2 separate regions of the Mus musculus genome follow, and region 1 is linked to region 2. The links are chromatin contacts, called in public HiChIP or PLAC-seq maps. All regions are on one chromosome and are shown on one strand. Each heading gives the region's core, a stretch centred on a gene start, on an enhancer-like site or on the middle of the called end of the contact. The rest is flanking DNA. Distances are from core to core; before and after follow the strand shown.

Region 1 (7,044 bases), core at 635-3,134, 540 kb after region 2:
ACCTTTCATTGCTGCTGACCTTACAGAAGTGGGGAGGGGTTATGGGAATGACATAGGTATTGCAGATGAGACTGGCAGACTCCTGAATAGAACAATTACAAAATCAGATCTCAAGAAAGAGATCTGAATAGACCACAGAAAAGAGACTAAATTAGTAGCCTGTTTTCCACAGGAGAAGCCCAGTTCCTGATGGCTTCATTAGAGAATCCTCTTAGACACTGAAAAATAAAATTGATCCTGCAAAAACTAGGAAAAGAAGGCATACTTGGTCCGTGGGGCCTGCAAAGCAGGCAAGAGCATCACAGAGGAAGTCAGTTTATAGTCTATGCACATAAATGCGAGACTCCTAAACACCTAGAAACAAATCCATTGTGGAAAAGTATGTGTGAGCAAGTAGGATTTATTCAGAAAGAAAAGACTGAGTCACGTTGTGAAATATGCCCTGCAGATAGAATAAAAATCAGACAATCATGTCAGCCACAGGAAGAGCATCTTTCATGACCAAAGTCCTCAGCAGTTTAAGAAAAGGGAGCTGTCTCCATCTGATACAAAGCCACAGACAATGTTGTGGCAGGCATATATCTCATATGTGTGTGTGGTGCAGTGAAAGTATTTTGAGTAAATAATGTATGTGATTAAATTTTATTTTACCTATGCTTAAGTGACTAATAGGAAAATTTAAGTTGCATATGGAACTTGAATTTACAGACTGCTCTTCATTTCCTTTGGATAATGCAGTGCTATACCAGGTTGCACTAGCTGGGTCCTTCCCCGGCCAACAGGGACTAGATGATCATGAGGTGAGGGACCAGAGGGATTGATGGGCAGGGCTAAAGACAAGGGATAAGAGGTGTGTTGGGGAAAAGCTTTGTTTGTGTGATATTCCCAGCCTGAGCCAGCTCAGGAAAGAGCAGCATAAAGTGAGTGGAACTACAACAGCTGAGGACAAAGTGGCTCAGGACTGGAGGGCTGGTGCTCATCTTGCTGTGCCTGCATGCAATCTGTCAACGAGAAGGCATTTATGGAAGGCCAACTAGGCGTTGGATACTGTCCCGTTAGGATGCTAAAGGGAGCCAAAAAGAGGCCGGATCCTGGTGGCATTTGTCATTGTGGATTTGTTGTTAGGATTTTTGGTCCGGCAAAAAACATTGCCTGATTTTTTTTTTTTTCAAATTTAGAGGAAATATATTTATTTCTGAAACTTCTGCAGTATCTAAAAGAACTTCGTTTTTATATAAGCATCTGAGTTCTTTAGGGAGCACAGCAATTAACATCTGCTTGTCTCTTCTCTTTTGATTGCTCTCTGATTGCTGTGGAAAAGCTTTTGTGTGATGTAATGCCACCTGTTATCTTGGCCTTTGTTGTCTGTACTTTTGGAATTAGATCCCAGAAAGTCTTTGATCAGACCAAAACACAGGTATTTTCTTCTGGTAATTTTATATTTGAACATTTTAGCCCATTTGGAGTTGATTTCATGTTGATTCAGTCCAGCAGCGAGTTGTTGCGTGAGGAAATATCATTTTCCCCACAAACTAGACATCTTCATGCAGCCTGCCTTTGTTCCCAGAGCATGTCAGCGTTGTGGGAGTGGCCTACTGACTCTCTGGTTGTGCTCTGTAGCTGCAGATGTCCTGAAGATCTTCTCACTGCTCGCTGTGGCAAAGATAAAAACACTGTTGCTTCCGGAGAGCTTCTAGAAATGGTTCTGTTCTTTAGTTGACTTGGCCCTGTAATGTTTAATTATTTGGGGCTCTGGAGGAATGGGGAAGCTGGAAGAGAAACACTCAATACAGTTTTCTCATGATAAAATATACAGTAGTCAAAATGCTTCAAGTCCCGATGAAGCGTCTGCCATGAGGCACGAGGAAGTCATGTGGGGAAGGCTGTTGGCTCCTGTGCCTCAGACACAGGGAGCTGAGTGGAGCTCGCTAGGCAAGAAACATGGGCGTGGGGGGCAACTTTGATATTTTAGAAAGTTCTATCAGGACCAAACTTTCTAACTTACATTTCAGTCTAGACGGTCATTCCAGAAAGAGTCTCACCCAGTTCTGACAGTTGAACCCGCACCCCTCTCTTTATGTAACATTCTTAAAACAGACTCGGGGAGCACAGATTAGTGCCTGTCAGGGTGAGGTGTTCAGGCGTTCCCAACTGTGTGCTTCGCGTGTTCTGTAGCTTGTGTTTGGTGAGGAAGCATTTAGGAGTGACACACCTTCTTAGTTAAGTGACCCTTCAATCTTTATAGAGTGACTTTTTAAAGTTCCCTGGTAAGGTCTGTTAGCATCTGCCTCTCTTCATTCTTCTTCGGTCTTTATGTCTACGTGTGGTTCCTGTGGGCAACATACAGTTTCCCCCTTGCTTTTGAATTCGGTCTGAGTTCCTGCTTATCCTTGGGATGTTCAGACCGTCGCCATGTGGATGTGTTTACTGATGTAACTGGGGTTGCATCTGCTGTCCTGCTGTTTCTCGTTTATCATACATGTTCTTTGTGTCTGTTTGCCCTCTTTCTTTTGAGTTAAATGAGTATTATTTTACAATTCAGTTTCATCGCCTTACTGTCTTATTTGTGACAGTTTGGGGATTTTATCATTTTAGTGACTGCCATAGGGTTTCTTGTACACATTTAATTGGTTGTATCTACCTTATCACTTCACAGATGGCACAAGAAACTCACAAGGTATTATTCTTACAGCTCTCTGGACTTAAGCTGATGTCATATATTTTTGTGAACATATGATGTAAACACTACTCTGAATTACTTTAACTTAAGCAGTCAACAGTCCTTAAAGAGATTGAAATAAGAAGAACAACCCTCCTTTATTAGTCACACATTCTCCTTTTTAGATTCCTGCATCTAGTTTTGTGATCTTTCTGCCAGAAGGATCTCCCTTGGCATTCCTTGTGGAGTGTGTGTGTGTGTGTGTGTGTGTGTGTGTGTTCCTGATTATGCCTTTCAGCTCTTGTGTGTCTGAAGTTTTGTTTTCCACGCTCCTTGTCCAAAGGTAGTCTCTTTACAGTGACGGTGGTTTAGTTTATGGATGTTTCTGGATTGTCTTCTGGCTTGTGTTGTTTTCACGTGCTTAGCTGTCATTCTTGGCCTTGCCTCTCTGTGCATACTATGATGCTGACACACACACACACATACACACTTCTTCTGTTTTTTCCTTGTGTGTTTTGGGGTCACCAAGTTTCCTGGATGTGTGAGTTTATAGTTTTCTTCAAATAGGAAACTTTTCCAAATAGATATGTTTATCATCTTATTTCTCCTCTTTTGAAAGCATCCATCTCACACGTAGTAGGAGGTCTGAAGCTGGCTCATAGATCAATTTGTTTATTTATTTATTTATTTATGCTTTTGGAACGTTTTTTGTTACTGAAACTTCAAGTTCATTTTTCTTTTGCTAGTAGTTCTTTCTGTTGGATTTTTCTTCTCCAGCATTTTGATTTAGATCATTTAAAGGTTTTCTGTTCCCTTAACATTTTATGCATGAGGTATATTTTTATGCCGTTTTCATTTGGTTCCATATAATACAAATCTCTTTTGTAATAATTGACCTTTTCCCCACCTTTCATCGTGGGTCATACTTGTCCACATTTTTTAATATCTAGTCATATTTGATTAAGTGCCAGGCATGAATTTACCTTTTACAGTGATGAATGTTTTTGTATTATTAATTATTTTGGACTTCAAAAATAAGTTACTTGGTAAACTGAGTTGGATCCTTTAGCTGTTGCTTTTAAATTAGTGTGACAAGATCTTAGCAGCTGTCAGTTAGGAGTAACTGTTGCTTCCTTCCAGGGAAGTACCTGTTGAGTGTTCTACCATTTCATGCCCTGGGATCATGAAGAATGAATGGGAGTTGGGATCTCTGCTTTTCATGGAGAGTCTCATGTGCATGTGGAAGGGAAGTGCAGTTTCCCAATGATTCCCCAGAGAGGCCCTGCTGCACACACTTGGGATGGGACTTTTTTATCAGCCTTCTTCCACATGGATGCCATCACCCTCCTGTCTTTGGAGCTCTCTGCTCTATCATGTCAGCTCTAAGTCAGCCAGGCTTTGCCTTGTTCCTCTGCCCCAGGGCCTGGAAACCCTCTCAAGGAAGTATGCCAGGGCAGTGAGCCCACTGCTGTTAGCTCAAGAAAAAGTTGTGTTCTTTTTATGGCTAAGCCAGTGTTTGAACCCGCTTGCAATATCTCTGTGTGTATGGGATGCACAGAGCACGGAGAAGAAGCTCAGTTCCTCACCAAGACCTCTCTGGCTGCTCTTACCTAGATGGGCTGTGTGCAGCCTTGGCCACCTTCCTGGGGTGCTCTTGTGTAGATGAGGTGTGCTCCTTGGCCCATCTTCCTGGGGTGCTCTTGTGTAGATGGGTTGTGTTCCTTGGCTGCCTGGTTTCTTTGGTGTCTGTGTTGAGTTTTGACTGTGGTGCTCAGTCTATGGAAGGTGTCATCCATCTTGGTTTCCATGTTTTAATCTATGCAGTTGAAACTTTGACAGTCCCGTCCTGTGGAGGAAACAGTGCAGGTACTTGCTTTCTGCAGAATAAGGTTATTCTATTATAATTAAAGTCCTGAGGTCTGACTCTATGACAGATGCAGATGAGTGGATCAAAGAAGAATGTCTGCAGACAGACCACAGTGTATTTAAGCGGTTACTTTGAAGATTCCACCCAGTGGGTTTTGAAGCAGATGACCAACTCATTGAAAATTAGATTTATTAACAGTATCTTAACCCAGGGTATATTCTGAATCACCTAAATATAAATTTAACATATCCATAGAAAATATAAAAAATACATGTGTTTTTGAGGAAGAAGACTTTCTAAAGTATGACACAAAAGATACAAACATAATGAAAAATAGGGTTATATGAAGATTCTCTATGCTTAATATGGCAAAAGAGAGTTATAAAAATAGAGCTAAAATACAGTTACTGTCTTTTTTATATAAAGGCTGTTCATAAGATTTTTTTTTAAATGACAACCCCACTGAGAAAATGACAAGGGTTGTGATTAATTGGTGTCAGAAATGAAACCTAGAGAGGTCTAGTAACTAGTGTTTTTTAAATGACCTTCATAAATATATTTAGGACTTATTTTGTATTTCAGTTTGATTATGGCGAGTGCCTTTGACTCCTTAGCTTAAGGTTTTTTGGTTTTTTGGTTTTGGTTTTGTTTTTAAATACCGCCATTAGCATCTTCTAAAAGGAGGCTAAGACTGAGGAGATGATCAAGCCCTGGCCAAGGTGGCAAAGCTTAAGACATCTGACTCTAAAGCCTGCCCCGCATCCCTGCCCCTAGAAGCAAATTAAACACACTTCAAGTCTCACTGTAGCTTACATTGAAAATAGTTGCTTACTGAGGGTCACATGGCTCACAAATGATAAAGCAAAGTTTTTAGAAAGAAAAATCGAATAAGTGGAACAGTGGAAAACAGGGTGAAGCGAGGCACAGCAGAGAAAGTGCCTTTAATTTCCCACTCACCTTTTCCTTTCAGAACATTTAAAAGATGCCTCGAAGAAGAAGAAGAAGAGCAGCCTCCTGTTCGTAAAGCTGGCCAACCCGCACTCAGGTGGGTCTCTCTCCCCTCTGTCCTCTCCCTCATCAGTCTTTGAGTATTTGCAGCACTGTGCAGACCATGGAGTGCTCGCCTGCCTGTGTGACCCCTTGAATTAACTTAAGACGGCATCCTGCAGTGAAAAGCCAAGCTGATTAATTTTCCAGGATAAATCAAGCAGAAGAATATCGTTTTCTTTAGTTTCCGTCCACAGAATGTTGCTGTTAGAAATGCTGGCGACTTAGAAAAGTAGCGTGTTTGTGCTCTTCCTGGGACCGGATTGATTTCCTTTGGCTTTCTCACGCCAGCTTTCCTAGGCTTGGGCACCTGACACTAGTACTGTGTTCATGTTGTGGTGTGCAGTAAAGAAGCAGAGTGCAAGTGCAGACGGTTGCCTTTGACAGCCGTGGTTCTGACTGGTTCCATTTTAGCTCTTCTTTCACTCTGACCAAAAAGGATACTCCCCACCCCGAACCCATGTTGGTTTTTCTTTTATTAAGATCATTGTATATTGAAAAGCTTTATGTCTTATTGGTAGATAAGTTTATTTTAATTTTATATTCAGCACATTTTCAGTTCTGCTTTCTAATTTCGAGGCAAAAGTATTACAGCGCACTCCATGGTGGATTTCCCTCCTAAGGATCTGCGTAAATCCCTGGTTCCTCTAAATCACGGCTCTCCTGGGGACTGTGTAACTGCACAGAGAATGAGGGAAAGTCCCTGGGGACTGTGTTGTTGGAAAGATGTGTAAAGCAGAGAAAGTGAAACAGAACAGAACAAAATCAAACGCCCTGCCCCTTCCTCTAGTATCTTTCCTCAAAGTGAAGTTGAATATGCCTGCCGAGCCACAGGACTGGAGCAGCCAGAGCAGGGCGGAGGGATCTGGGAGAAGTTCTAGGCTGCCCTGTTCTAACCTTCTAGCAAGAGAAGGTGCGTCCTCAGCAGCTCAGATTCCATCTAGATGCACACAGACACAGGCATGCCTGGTTTATTTTCATGGTTGTTAAAGGGACAACAAGGGCTGGGCTGAACACTGACTGTCGTAGGCAGTGCTCTAGGAAATGTACGGCTATTTTCATTTTTTTTTCAGTCCTCACAAAGCACCTCTGTAGCTCCTCACGTCACACTCAGCATGCCACACCAGGGATTCCAGAGAGTGCTCTGTGGTTAGAAAGCGATGTCATGAACTGAGGGGTAAAACATCTATGCATCCCTTCTACCCACCTTCCCTTCCCCCTGGCACAGGCCCTGAGCTAGGGGTAAAACCTCAGCTATGCACAGGCTTCACCCCTCCTGTTCCCATACATCTGATTTGCTGAGAATTGAATCCCAGACCTGGCACATGCTGGGCAAGTGCTCTACCGCTGAGCTGGCACCTAGCTCTCCCCAATTTCAAAAGAATAAAATGGAAAATCATATCCAGTGGACCAGGCTTCAAGAACGTCCCTCCCTTTCTCAATAGACTGGCTGGTAGCATCTGAGGGTTTG
Region 2 (6,817 bases), core at 1,838-4,337:
TTTTTTCCCCCTACAACTTCCTTTTCTAATTCAAAGCTCTACTTGAGATGTGAGCGTAGCTTTTTAAGTTAAGGAGTTTTTAACAAGTGATGAAACTCTGTGCTGGAGTGAGGCAGAGTTTGTCTCTTTTAGACTGCAAAATCAGAACTAGGACGTTCAGAGAGAATCAGGAAGTAGTGGTGTACAAAAGACAAACCTCTGTTCCCTTAAACTAACACCTGGGTCATGGATCAGCACCAGTCCCCAGGCAGTCCAAGGACTAAGAAGTGACCATCTCCTGACGTCTATGATCACCTGTTGGTTTTGAGATTAGGCAAGGCTTTGCTGCAATAACAAAGAAGACCGATTTTCAGTGGTTCATTTCCTGTTTTGGATGCTGGGATTGGCCCCCTAAATACTGTGTTGCTGCTTTGTCTGCAGTGTCTATGTCGAGCTCTGTCTGTAGGGGCCTCTGGAAGGACTCTGGAAAACTGTTTCCTACCCCTGTGGGCATTAGCCCAGTAGCTTTCTTTATTGTGTGGGAAGCAGTCCCTGGACTGCTGCCCCAACTGAATCCAGACTGTGGTTTTGCAGCACTTGTAGGGTCTGTCTCCACATCGTTACAGAGATACCCCACTCTGCAAGGCTTTCAGCGCAGGGAGCCCTTCCTTCAAGCTGGGAGATACCAGGATCAATTATGAATGTTATTTCTTTAGCAGTCTGAACTTCAGCCTTTAAAAGACTCTCTGAGTCTTCATTTGCTCAGTAAAGACCTTTCTCCTTGATGCCTGTGAGGTGCCCCTTTACCCTACTTTCATAAGCTCAGTCTTGTGCCTTAATGATCTTTCTTCAGATAGTTGGTAAGGTATCTGTCTCCTGCTGGTGGGCTCAAACTGGAATTCATCACTCTTGTCAGAACTTTACAACTTCGTAGAGGAGGTGGGTGTGGCTGGTGGTGTCTTAACGCAAGTACACTTTCCCTGCGTGATCATTAAAATCATAATTCTGAGCACAAAGGAAAGACTGTGTGTTCTCTTGCTACCATAGGAGATATCATTCCTGGGCACTAGGTCTTGGGCTGTATAAGGAAATTAGGGAAGTAGAAGCTTGTGACTGAGCCAGCAAGCAGCTCTCCTTCATGATTCCTTCCTGAATTCCTGCCCTGACTTAACTCAGTGATCGACTGCAACCTGGAAGTGTAAGCCAAATAAACCCTTCCTTCCCCAAATTGTTTCTGGCCAGTGTTTTACCACAGCAACAGAATGAAACTAGGAGCTATCAGACTTTGAAAACATACTCTATTCTCAAAAGTGCTATGGTAAGGCATCATAAACCAAGGTACATATTGCAGGCAACTTCTGAATTACATTTTTGAAGAGACATACTGTTTTTCTTTGAGGAGTGTTAGGGTTTTATTGTTATTAGGATGCACTGTGACCAAGGCAATTCTTACTAAGGAAAACATTTAATTGGGGATGCCTTACAGTTTCAGAGGTCTAGTTCATTATCATCATGGCAGGAAGAATGGCAACATCCAGGCAGATATGTTGATGGAGAAGGAGCTGAGAGTTCTACATCCTGATCAACAGGCAGCAGAAGGAAAGACTATGAGTGACACTGGGCATAGCTTGAGTATAGGAGATCTTAAAGCTCCCACTCCCCGCATGACACATTTTTACTTTCTCTAACAAGGCCATATCTACTCAACAAGGCTATACTCCCTATGAGCCTATGGGAGCCATACATATTCAAACTACTACAAGGGCATATGATATTATGTAGCATAAAAAATAATTCCAAGTGCAGTGGTGTGAATCAGTGAATCCCAGGGAAGTGGTGTGAATCAGTATTCCCAGGGAAGTGGTGTGAATCAGTGAATCCCAGGGAAGTGGTGTGAATCAGTATTCCCAGGGAAGCTTGAGAGGGTGAAACAGAAAGATGACTTGAGCCCAGGGGTTTAAGGCAAGCCTTGGAAATATAGTGACCCTTTATCTAGAAGAGGAGAAAGAGGAAGAAGAGGAGGAGGAGGACATTGTAGGAGGATGAGAGGAAGGATGGGGTGGAAGAAGAGGAAAGAAGGGAGAAGGAGAGGAAAGGGAGAGAAAGGGAGGAAAAGGTGAAGGAAGAGAAGGAAGAGGAGGAGGAGGAGGAGAAGGAAGAAGAGGGAGGAAGAGGAAGAGGAAGAAGAAGAAGAGCCAGCAACAGCAGCATCAAACAATTTGATACCTGGAGCACTCTGTATAAAATCAGCTCCATCATTTGCAGCCTACTGAAATCTTGGTTCTTCCTATGATATGAGGCTGAAAGGAAACATTTGGGAGGCTCCTATTTAATGTTTTCACATGTCCATCAAAGAAACTATGAGCATTTCCAAGATATTTATCTGCTTTGTTACATTTCACAGCCTGTGAACCCCATCAGGGGCTGCTGTGGAATGGTACTTATACGTTCATAAAAAATGCCAGCACACACATAGGCTGACACACAAGCTAACCCAAGAGTCAAGATGTCAGTGTCAGATGCATCTTAGACATGCCTCCCCCAAGTTCAGAGTGAAGGTGATCTGCAGGCAGGCAGACTTTCCCTGAATGCCTCTTCTGTCTCTGATTTGGAATTACTTATTCCCATCCCAGGTTAGCAGCATTATCCATGTACTGGAGACAGAACTTTGGTAAATTTCCAAAGCCCAAGGCTACAGCCATCAGTGCCAAATTACTATGCCATGAAAGGTAGTTACTGTGTGTGTGGGGTGCAAGCTTTTGCCTGCCTGCTATCTCTGTGGATGCCACGCCTCCCCAGTCTTTCATGGGGCTGACTGCAGCATTCTAGAGTCAAGGCTGCATGTGGCCCAAGCCTGGACCATCAAGGAGCCCCATGTGCCTGACTGTAGTGACACTTGGGGAGAGGACATGTGACTCAGACAGTTTGTCCAAGCCTGCCCTGGGCTGGAACTGTTTGGGATAAGGCTTGATCTTTCTGCTGGGTTCCTTTGCTATAAAGACAGTGTGATTGTAAAGTTTCCAGTGGCCAGCTTCATTCTTGGGTGAGAGAGAGTCTAAGTGTTGGAGTCAGCACAGTGAAAGCAGAACCAAGGGACAGGAAAAGAGGCAGAGCCTCCAGGACTGTCTTAAACCAGGGATGCTTTCAGTGCAGTTTCCTTCCTAGTGAGAAGGCTGCACTCTGCACCTGCAGTTGAATGTTGCTTACGAAATCGGATATTATATTTCTTTCTTCCACCTGCAGGCTGTGTACATTGGCCGAAATTCAGATAGCAATCAAGTTATCTAATGAGCTGGTTCATTTTCAGGATCTCCACTTCATGTAGTGTAGAGATGGTGAGTCAAAAATGAACTGACACCCCAGCTGTGGATTGTCTGCTTTGACCAAGTCTCCCTGTCCTGGGGCTTAGACTGCTGGAGATGATGATGAGAGCAGTCCACAGAGTCACTGGTCAGCTCTTTACCCAAGACCTTTGAGATGCTTGTGTTTGGTTGAAGCAAGAAAAATTAATTTACTGTCATTGCTTGTAACCCCTTAATTAATTGGACAGGATATAGAATTTCCTTAGACTTCGCCTAATTCTGTAGACTGATCTAGTGTATGCTTTCCAGCAAAAACTGGAGAAAAATTCAGGTAAGTTTTTTCCTTTGTGTTCTGGGATTACACATATAACTTATTTATGCAATATTGATAGTGTGCTGGAGTTTTAATATGGTAACTCTTTTGTGTATTATGTGTTGCACCATGTGTTTGTGTGTGGGTGTTTCAGTCTTTGTGTGCATGTGCATGGTACACGGGCAGGTGGAGACCAGAGATAGGTGTAGGGTGTCTTTCTCAGTTACTTTCCACATGTGTGTGTGTGTGTGTGTGTGTGTGTGTGTGTGTGTGTGCATGTGTGTGTGTATCTAGATATCAACATATGTGTCTTCCTCTGCTTCTTTCTGGCTTACTTTTTGAGAGAGGGTCTTTCATTGAACCTGGAGTTTTTCACTTGTGCCAGACTAGCTGACCATCAGACCCATATACCCACTGTGCTGGGACTACAGATGTGTGGCGGTGTGACACAGATTCATACTTTGGTCTTCATATTTATGTAGCAAGCACCTTACCCCCCCACACACACACCCAGAGAGAGAGAGAGAGAGAAAGAGAGAGAGGACTCAGATCCCATATTTCTTTAGTTTTGAAACAAGGAGCTTACCCAGTTTCAGTAGACTGGCTGCTTATAGGCTCTGGGGATTGCCCTGTCTTCAACCCCATAGCCTTTGAGTTATAGATGTGCACTGCTGTGCCTAGTCTTTATGTGTATGCTATGGGTCTGAACTCTCACTCTCATAACTGCAAGGCTTTATTGCCCTGGAATACTGTATTGACTGAACCGTCTCCATAGCCTCTAGTGTGGTAATACTTAAAACATTTAAACGAAACATTAACAATGAAGATGCAAACAGAGCATATACTACATTGTTGGTGCGAGTTGCTAGGGTGCTGGAAGCGTACGCATATCAACAGATCAAACACACTTTAGCTATTCACTGACCTGTCAGATTCTCCTCTAATTCCATACAATATGCAGGACCGCTCCTCCTGTCTACTGTAAGTTTCTTCTCTCGAGTCTCATCCTGTCATTTAAAAATGGCTTTATTGAGATAGAAGTCACACACCACAGAATGCACCCATTACTGTATATAACTTAACAGTCTGTGCCTGCTGTGTCATATTGAGAGTGAACTCTGTTCTGGTTATTTCCCTCATTGCATCTGTTGAATTACAAACAGATCACTTGTGAACTGGCTTTATTTCATGAGGAAAAAAATGATGTGCTATAAAAAGCAAGAAACCCAAACCAAAAGAAACACAAAGTCATGGTGAGTTTTGTTGTTTTCTTCTTTTTCAAGTGCAGTAGTATGGGCAAGTGAGTCATGTCACTGTGAAGTTAGGCTGAAAGGAAACTCCGAAAGGGCACAAACTTGATGTACCTTCACAACAAACATTTTGTGGATGAAAATAAATGCAATAAAACAAAAGGAAACAAAGGCAAGGAAGGCTGTGGAGTGATGGACAGCTGCTCCAAAGGAGTGGAGCCAGGGATGGAAGACTGGAGTGATGGACAGCTGCTCCAAAGTAGTGGAGCCTGGGATGGAAAGCTGTGGAGTGATGGACAGCTGCTCCAAAGGGGCGGAACCAGGGATGGAAGGCTGTGGAGTGATGGACAGCTGCTTCAAAGGGGCGGAGCCAGGGATGGAGTGGAGAAAACACTGTTCCACTGAAGATAACAGTCAAGCTCTTGGTTTTTTGGGATGCCACAGCGTTGAAATAAAGTAACATGTAGATGACAGAGAGATGGAGGCCAAACATACTTTCGTTTTATACACTGTATTCTGATGATTTCTCCTCCTCCAACTTCTCCTAGATGGCCCTGCCCACCTTATCTGTCTCTCTCTCTCTTTAAAAACAAGAAAGCAAGCAAGCAAGCAAGCAAGCAAGCAAGCAAGCAAGCAAGCAAGCAAGCAAGCAAGCAAGCAAGCAAGCAAGCAAGAAAGCAAGCAAATCTTTAAGAAGTTTCTCTCTTTCTTTTTCTCCTCATTCTCTTTCTCTCTCTGTCTATCTTACACACACACACACACACACACACACACACACACACACACACACACACACACACAATCAGAAACCATTTTATATTAGCAAAAGACTAATAAGACAAACAGAACATAAGATGAAAAAGTCTACAAAAATACATTGAGTTCATTTTGTGTTGACTATCTACTGCTGGGCATGCAGCCTACCCTAATGTGCGATTAATATGCCCAGTGAGACTCTATTGGAGAAAATTAATTTTTTCCTTTGCAAGTGAACGTCAGTTGCAGATAGTTCCTTGGTCCCCCATTTAGCACTGGGACCCCATCTGGCTTATACCTGTGCAGGCTGCCACAGTCTGAGTTCACATGTGAGTTCATCATTCCTAAAGGAAGCTGGGCTGGCTAGTCCTAGGTCAACTTGACACAGCTAGAGTCATCTGAAAAGAGAATTGAGAAAATAGTCTGAGAAGATGGGGCTGTAAACAGACATTTTCTTAGTGATTAATGGAAGAGGACCCAGCTCCCATGTGGGAGGGGCACATGAGGGGTCAGGGCCATGATGTTCTGACCTTCAACTGTGGTGGGCTGGACTCCACTCTGCTGGCCAGGCCCCACCCTGGGTGTTCGGTGACTCCTATGACCAATGCCTGGAGTGGGTCAACCTTCCCAAGTCCTGTCGTTAATAAGCTATCTCCTTCACATGCATGGCCCATCTACACTCCACCTGAACCAAGAGTTACAACTACAAAGAGGATGAGAGGAGACAAGCATAGGTTTCAAGGATGGTACCTTTCCAATCTGTGGTTCAGTGTTTCAGGGTGCACCTGACATCTGCTTAGCTTCTCTTCCCTATTTCCTTGTCAGATGCACCCAGACCCTTGCCTCTGCTGCTCCTTCTAGACACATACTTTGGATTAGAAAGATTCGTGAAAGGAGGAAGCAGAAAGATGGAAAGATTCCCTTTAATTTGTCTTCCAGATTTAGAAGTGGGCTTCTGAAATAGTTCTTAAAGAGCTCCCCTCCCCGGACAGACATAAGCCACTGTCCCTCAGGGAATGAGTGTCTTGCATGACATTCTATCCACTCAAGCCAGAGGGACTGGTTACAAGATGACCTGACTTCCTTCCCAACATGCTCTCCCCCCCCCCTCCCCATGTTACAATGGCCTGCTTTACACATGGAGAAGTATCGTCTATCACACTACACCCCCGTCATCATTTATTTCATGACTTTTATAATGCATGGCTTTACATTGA

The links. HiChIP or PLAC-seq counts read pairs in DNA pulled down with a chosen protein or histone mark.
Region 1: an H3K27ac HiChIP or PLAC-seq map of microglia shows a contact between it and region 2, with 5 times the contacts expected there. The contact joins two enhancer-like sites. A contact is called at or near these places in 1 of 39 promoter capture datasets (embryonic stem cells) and 6 of 115 datasets of contacts at active chromatin or transcription factors (embryonic stem cells and microglia).

Annotation. Positions count from the first base shown.
Region 1 is chr14:62,341,072-62,348,115 of GRCm38.p6, forward strand. Rnaseh2b (ribonuclease H2, subunit B) reads left to right here. Exons shown (of 11, transcript NM_026001.3): 2 at 5,497-5,571. Among named protein-coding and RNA genes, the nearest start is that of Rnaseh2b, 13 kb to the left of the region's middle. Within about 2 kb of position 1,885, at least 110 of the 459 cell types and tissues checked have an H3K27ac peak or open chromatin away from gene starts, as enhancers often do. A contact at or near this core is called in microglia, where this site is marked.
Region 2 is chr14:61,800,949-61,807,765 of GRCm38.p6, forward strand. No RefSeq gene overlaps it. Among named protein-coding and RNA genes, the nearest start is that of Gm35247, 13 kb to the right of the region's middle. Within about 2 kb of position 3,088, at least 13 of the 459 cell types and tissues checked have an H3K27ac peak or open chromatin away from gene starts, as enhancers often do. A contact at or near this core is called in microglia, where this site is marked.